2 separate regions of the Mus musculus genome follow, and region 1 is linked to region 2. A link is a contact called in public HiChIP or PLAC-seq data. All regions are on one chromosome and are shown on one strand. The core of a region is the stretch at or near the end of the contact, and the rest is flanking DNA. Distances in the headings are between cores, read along the strand shown. Region 1 holds the start of Rala (v-ral simian leukemia viral oncogene A (ras related)). Region 2 overlaps Cdk13 (cyclin-dependent kinase 13).

Region 1 (3,585 bases), core at 336-2,835, 190 kb after region 2:
AGTAAATCTCTTCCTTCTAACTCTGGATATACTCTAGAAATAAACATGAAACAATAAAATATAAATGAGTATTCGTCTAATCACAGTCCCTAAATATTTTTAACCTTTTCCAGGTCAGAATAGTGAAAATGAAATTCTTCCTGAATTTTTCCTTGATCTCCTGGAGAACAAAAAAGACAATGCAAAATTTTCATGTTCCAAGAATCCCAAAGTAACAAAACTGTGCTCTTAACAAAATTGTTTGGAGGCCTTGCTAGAGATGGAATCTAGTACCTTTTGCTTGGTATGCAAGTACCAGCCACAGTCAATCGCTTCTGGAAAGTGACTTTTCCATCAACTGTACACATTCACATCCATTCAGTGAAGAAATGTGGGGAGTTCTGAGCACTTTACGTGGTAACAGAGAAGATGAAAAGGCTCCTCCTCTGAAAACAACTGAGCCGTAGAAACATCTTAAGGGTCACAGGAGTCATTTATAAGAATATTGTATCAACAGATACAAACAGCATAGGTAATAGTACATATTAACAAGCATAAGCCAAAGGGAATGCCTTCTACACTGTGAGTAATAAATCTGTTAGTCAATTTTGGGAACGTGATTAAAGCTGTAATTTATTTACAGGAAAAGAATTTACAGAAATAAAGGTTCTCCCGGCACACGTACCCAAACTGTTTGTAAATTGTGTGCTTCCTGGCTTGACAGGTAGGGCGTGGCACCAGAGTTCTCACAGTAGCTCAAAGACACTCAGATGAGCTCTCACAAGTCTGGACGTTCTGGTTTCCATGCAAAGGCCAGTAAATTCTTTAATTCCTCCTAAGTCTCCCGACAACACAACCACCTCAGCGCCACCACGCCCGCCCACTCCAACACACGAATGCCCAAGTAAAGCACACAAATCGTATCTTCTACTCCTTGACATCTTTCAGGCACCGAACGCGGAAGATACCCCCATCACACAATGCCTACATTCCCTTCCTCTTCTAAAGGCTAAACCTGTACTAGAAGAGCCTTCGAGCATTCAGCTGGACGCGTCTAAAGACTTTAGTCTGAAAACGCCATTCCTTCCAAACACTGGCAGAGAAGCTCGAAAAGCAGCCGCTCTGTACCGGCAGAGTGGCTTGAAAGCGAGGGAGGTCGGGGTGGAGTGCGGCGCAGGGACTGCGGCGGCGGCGGCGGCGGCCCCAGGTCGCGGGCACCGCCCGGGCACAGCCCTGGGAGCCACCGGCGCTATACAGGTGACCTTCCGGAGACGCCGCCCGCTGTCGGGGCGCAGTCGGGTCCCAGCCCAGGCGGCAGGCGGGACGTGCAATCTCGGCGGCCGCGGGCCCGGCCCGTCGGACACACCCCCGCCGCGGCCCGGCCTCCCCGGCCGGCGAGCTCTCACCTGCACCGCGAGCCGCTCGACCCGCGGGCTCTTGGGCCTCGGCTGCGCCGATCGGACCGCGCTCGGAGTTCCGCGCGGGGCGCGGCAAGAGGAGTCCGGAGGGCGGCGGCAGCGGCGGCGGCCTGGGCGGCGGCGGAGGAGGAGGACTCCGGCGCTCCGCTCTAGGGAGACCCACCCTCCTCCCGGCCGCTCTGCAGCAGCCGCCGCAGATCACTTCCGGGGCGCGGGCCAGCGGGGCGGGGCGCCAGGCCGCACTTCCTGGCCGTGGGGCCGAGTACTCCATGGCGACTGCGAACAAAGGCTCTACGGGCGCGGGGGAGGCGCAGTGGTACAGCCTCCCGGTGGACCCACGGCGAGTCCCCGGGTTCGCGAGGCGTAGCCCGCCCCCCCCCCCCAAGGCCGTGCCGGGATTCCCGTGTCGCGGTGTTTTCGTCTTCCCCGGACATGGAGGGGTTCCTGGAGAAAGAAGGGGAGGGGGAGGCCGCCATCTTGCTTCTGGGGGCTGCTAGGTTCTCTTGCAAGAGTTTTCCAGTGTGTAGCCTGCAACGTGGTTTGTCGCAGATCAAGTCCGAGTTGGTGGATTGGTCGCTTGTCCTGGTTGGAGGGTCTCGGTAGCTGACCGAGTGGAGAACTGGCCTCAGCATATGGGCTTCGGGTTCCTTTTGGAGTAGACCCTTCGACACTAGATTTGGCACTGAGATAAGGCGACGGCTCCGTAACACACTAATGTCTTAAATTAGTAGTTAAACTGAATCGGTTGTTTTCTTTAAAACTGCCCACAAGTTCGAGATAGTTTGCCTAGTGTCTGTTAGCGGCCACACGTTCTTCCCTGGACTTTAAAATTCTCATTTCCTTTGGCCCCAAATGAAGAACCAACGGCTTGGTTGGTTGGCATGACTACTTAAAGGAATGAATGTACACTCAATCAAGTTTGCAGTCTAGAAACCTAGTACTTGGCGTTTGGAAGTATGAATGGAGGGAAGACTTGATAACTTTACTAACAATAGGTTAGAGTTTTAAACTTAAGTATGATCTTTTTTCCAGTACAAAAAGACGATGGTAAATGTGGATCCAAATAAAGGGAGTCCCCGCAGAACAGGGATCAGTGGTTCATGGAGAAGGCTGAGTGCCACTTATCTGTCTTAAAAGTTCTACAAGAGCTGATGAGAAAGATGAGGCTACAGAAGGAGACAGGAGTCAAGTCATGGCTGGCTTTTGTGTCTATTAAATTCTGGAAGTAGAATGGCTGGATACATCAAATTTTAAGCAGTTTATAAATGGAGGACCGATTAATGGGGGAGTTGGGCAGTATAGCAAACATAGAGTAGACAGTGAACTATTGCAGAAGAGGAAAGAGAAAGGTATTTTTAATAGTGCCAGTAACCAACCAAAAGATGATTCCCAGATGATGAAGCCATATAAGCATCATAAGCCAAATAAGAATTGTTTGCTGGGCAGCTGGAGGGTAAGAGAATTGGAAGTCAATGTTTTGTTTTTGGAAAGATGCAGGATAAAAGTGTACTTTGTGTATGTGGTTTTGTCCTGGCCATGTAACTGGGGGGTGACCTTGAACTTCAGACTCACCTAACTCCATCTCCCAAGTGCTGGTAATAGAGACTTGCACCATCAAGTCTGGTTTTGCTGGGGCTAGAACCCTGAGTTTCATACCTAGCCACCAAACACTCTTGCTCCTAGAGCTATAGCTCGATTGCGGAAAGGTGTACTTTACTGAAGAGGCGAAGAAGGATGGACATAGGTTACAGGAAAAGGGTTTCTTTAGTCTGAAGTGAAATGGTGTTATCTAGTGGTAGTTGCTGTGTGCTGGGTTCCAAGTTCTGGAGTGGGCAGGACGAGCTGAAGTTAGATATGCCATAGGTTTATATTGCCACTTTCAAGCAGATGCAGTCTCACTTCATTGAGCACAATTTCAAAACTTTTTCTCCTTTCTGCTTTACTTAAGAGAAAATTTTAAAATACTGTATTAATCTCACTGTCCATAGCCATTCTAATATTATTCTAGTACCTAGTGGTCTACATGAAGATATGAACAAATAACTGATGTGTGGAGGTCTCAAGAGGCAGGGGGAACTGAAATCCAAAACACAGATTGAAAAATGGCCTCTTACTGTAAAAAAGAAAAAAAGGCCTAAACAATGAATATGGTCAATAAGTTAGCTTCATTATATTCAGAAACTTGTAT
Region 2 (4,052 bases), core at 443-2,942:
AGAAAGAAAAAGGATGTTAGATGACAAGATGGTGTGTGCAGCAACCTTCATACTTTAAAGGACAAGGACCAGGAGTTCAAAGTCATCCGCAGTTCTGTATCAGGTTCAATGGAGCCTCCAATATCAAAAAAGTCTGTGTTTAAAACAACATTAAAGATGCTCAATCTCATTACAACTCCAAATGTTCACTATGGCATTTAAACAAAAAGATTTCAAGAGAGCATATAATATTAACACAGGTGTATAGGGAGAAACATAGTATAAATATTTACAAGTTATGTTTCATTTCCAATTGCACAACCCACAGAGTTAGCCAGGAGCTCATAGATAGCTACTGAGCACTTGTGGTTTAGTCAAAAAATGTTTTAAGTATGCACCAGATTTCCAATACTCAATATAAAACAAAAATAAATATGTCAGTTAGTAATACAGTACACTGAGTTAGTAATACAGTACACTGAGTTAGTAATACAGTACACTGAGTTAGGTATTAAGTACAGAGGAATGAAGCACAGACAGACAAATCTCAAATGCAAGGCCAAACTGGTTATTACACAGCAAGACTTTGTCTCAGATATATAATACTACTAATAATAAATGGTAAGAATGGATAATTGCCAGGCAGTGGTGATGCACGCCTTTAATCCCAGCACTTGGGAGACAGAGGCAGGCAAATTTCTAAGTTCGAGGAAAACCAGGGCTACACAGAGAAACCCTGTCTCGAAGAAAAAAAAAAAAAAGTTAAGAAATAAGGAAGGAAGGGAGGGAGGGAGGGAGGGAGGGAGGGAGGGAGGGAGGGAGGGAGGGAGGGAGGGAGGGAAGAATAGGCTAGAGAGAGCTGAATGATTAAGAGTCCTTGTTGCTCTTGTAGAACTGAGTTCAATTCCCAGCACTCATATCAAGTGGCTTATAATTGCCTGTAATTACAGCTCTAGGGGATACATCCTCTTCTGGCTTCCATGAACATCCACATACACACATGTGCAGAGACACACAAATTTAGAAACAAAATCTTTAATAATTTATGATAAATTGACTGTACATTGAAATCAATGTACTACACACCGAGTTACAAGTTATTAAAATTGAATAATTTCATCTGTTCCATTCTGTAACATAATTATTAGATGACATTTTAATTTGAAATAGAAAGCTTACTTCTATCAAGTAACTATGACTGAGAGGCCTAGGAACTGAAATAAGACAAGATGATATTCCATTCTTGAAAACCATTAAGTTCAATGAAAGATTATTAGAAAGAGTTAAAAAATGTGGAAAAATAGTGTAACATACAATACTCATTGATATTGGCAACCAGTTAAAAGATAAAATAGAACCCATTAATAATAGCTATTTAAATTGAAAGGAATTTTTTTTGAAAATTCCCTTTTAATGCAGAAAACACACATATACAAAAAAAAGGGCACAGTTCAAAAATACCAATCTTCCCAAATTAATTTGTAAATTATGCAAAAGCCCAATTTCTAAAACTTATCAGTGTGGTTCTGTAAATGCTAAAATGGCCTCCTAGGCCTATGTGCTGGAACACTTGATGCCAAGTTAACAGCACTGTTTAGGAAAGTTATGGAATCTTTAAGAGGTAGAATCTTGTAAGTACATCAACAAGGGCAGGCTCTGAGGTTTCTAGACTGCTTTCACTTCTGCTTCCCTCTCGTTGCCTCCAGTGTAAGGATGAAATGTGACCATCCTGCTTCCTCTCTGACCTGCCACACCATCCCCACCCTGCCGTCACATTCCCTCACAACTGTAAGCCACAATAATCGTTTTCCCCCTTGGTTTATATCCAGATATTTTATAACAGCAAAAGCAACAAGTACAATCAGTGAAAGAGTTTTCTCTACAGCGTATATCATACAGGAAAATAACTAAGAACAAAAACATCTGAAAGAAAAAAAGGTATATAGAAAGAATGGTTCTACATTCCTATTTTAAAATTTTTAAATTATAATGTAAATTATTTTTGTAAAGGCTGGAGATATGGCTCATAGAGGTCCTGAGTTCAATTCCCAGCAACCACAGGGTGGCTCACAACCATCTGTAATGGGATCCAATGCCCTTTTCTGGCGTGTCTGACAACAGCGACAGTGTACTCATACACATAAAATAAGTAATTCTTAAAAAAATATACCAAGTCCACACTAAACTTGTACTGTAGAATAGACTGTGATGCTGGGAGATAGCTTAGGTGATAGGCAAGCATGAGGGCCTGACTCCAGATCCCCAGCTCATATGTGCAAGGCACAGCGGCACTGACTTTAATGCCAGTGTTGGGAAGCACGAGAGAGGCCGATCCCTATTGGCCAACCACACTAGCTGACAATGAATGAGAGATCCTGTCTCAAACACTAAAGTAGAGAGCAATTTAAGAAGACACCTGATAGTGACTTTTGGCTTTCACACACACTTAGCATCCCCAATAAACAGGTACCTACATCATACATACACCCACCTACGCCCCCCAGCCCCCCAGTCTCAAAAAAGAGACAGGAGGGAAATAAAGGGACAGAACACAAAAAGGTATTTCACTCAGTTAGATGGTCTTCTCAGTAAGTGGTGGTAGGATGACTGAACACCTACCCAGACATAGCAAGATGAAAAGTATCCTAAGAATGGCCACCAACATAAAAAACAAATATATCAATTATAGAACTAAGAAGTAAAAACAGAACTATTTGTTGAAAATAATTCCCTACAGTGAGAATGGGGGAAAACACCCCTCAACAGCAGTCAACAGCACAAAACAGTAGTAAGACAAATAAATGTGACTATTTCTAAGTTAGAGAAATAGGCAGATAAATTTTCATCACTAGAAGTCCTGTGCCAAAATGCTCATGAAAACAATGTATATTTGCCTCTAATAAAATCAGTAAAGAGTAAACAATAAGCCCAGAACAGTGGTTCTCAGCCCATGGGTCACCACCCCTTTAGAAGTTGAACAGCCCTTTCATAGGGGTCACCTAAGACTACCTGAAAAAAAAAACAGATTATTTACCTCATGATTCATAACTGTAGCAAAATTTCCAAGGAAAGAATCACTGAGTACAAAGATGTTTGAATAGACATGTTCGGAAGTGAATGCGTATGGTGGGATGGGATAGGGGAATACAAAAAAAGCAGAACATCCAAGGGCCATAAAACAATCACAAATGTTAACATTCTTTCAAGGCTTTAAAAGAAGAAAAGAGAAAGAGACAGAAGAAATATTTGATGCAATAATGAGTGAAAAGTTCTCCCCTCAACAGTTACTACAGAAGATTTGAAGGGAAGGAAGGGAAGGGAGAAATGATATAATATCACAGAGAAAAGACAAAAGATTGGTGTATACAAAGAGGGAGGGGGAGATTTTCTTCCAGACTGCTTCAAGACCCAACAAACTCCTATCAGAAACGTTTTTTCTTAACTTAGTTTTGACATGTTTTCAATAGCCCCATAGCACTTCCCAGTAATGTATGTTGGCATTCATTATTCCTATTAAAAAATTGCTTGTATTGTTTATTATAAGCAGTATTATAAAAATAATCTCGTAATTCTGGAAAATCCAAATTAAAACAGTAAATTAAAAAGGACATTTTACTTAAAATAAAACATTTATTATGTTCAAAGTATCATATCATGTCATCAGAATTCATAACTTACCTTTATACCTCTTTCCCACTTTGCAAGCAACATCTTGCTGAGACATCTTGGCAGCTTGTTTTTTATTTTTATTGACAATGTTTAGTTCTAATAATTAGAGACTTCTATGCATCCAGAAAGGCTATATTTTGTTGGTGGCAGCGGGTATGTATACATGAGACCAGATACTGGTGTATTTCTCAACTACTCTCTTATAACTTTACACAGGAGCTTTCACTGAACCTGAAGCGCCCCATTTCAAATAGCTTGGCGGGCTGGCCAACAAGCTCATATACTGGGTTATTGTTTAGCAAAGAACTCAAGTCTAAATACACCTATGTGAAAAGCCCTATGCTGGGATTATAGGCACGCATGGATTTACAAGGGTGCTGGGAATTAAAACTTAAGTGTTCATG

What was found. HiChIP or PLAC-seq counts read pairs in DNA pulled down with a chosen protein or histone mark.
Region 1: a contact with region 2 is called in an H3K4me3 HiChIP or PLAC-seq map of bone marrow-derived macrophages, with 3 times the contacts expected there. The contact joins the promoter of Rala here to the enhancer-like site in region 2. A contact is called at or near these places in 2 of 39 promoter capture datasets (embryonic stem cells and pre-B cells), 7 of 115 datasets of contacts at active chromatin or transcription factors (astrocytes, bone marrow-derived macrophages, effector CD8 T cells and 4 more) and 3 of 9 other capture datasets (adipose tissue, liver and pancreatic islet).

What each region holds. Positions count from the first base shown.
Region 1 is chr13:17,942,632-17,946,216 of GRCm38.p6, forward strand. Rala (v-ral simian leukemia viral oncogene A (ras related)) reads right to left here and starts at 1,586. Exons shown (of 5, transcript NM_019491.5): 1 at 1,386-1,586.
Region 2 is chr13:17,753,514-17,757,565 of GRCm38.p6, forward strand. The region is part of intron 5 of Cdk13 (cyclin-dependent kinase 13); the gene reads right to left. Among named protein-coding and RNA genes, the nearest start is that of Mir466i, 8.1 kb to the left of the region's middle. Within about 2 kb of position 1,693, at least 7 of the 459 cell types and tissues checked have an H3K27ac peak or open chromatin away from gene starts, as enhancers often do. A contact at or near this core is called in bone marrow-derived macrophages, where this site is marked.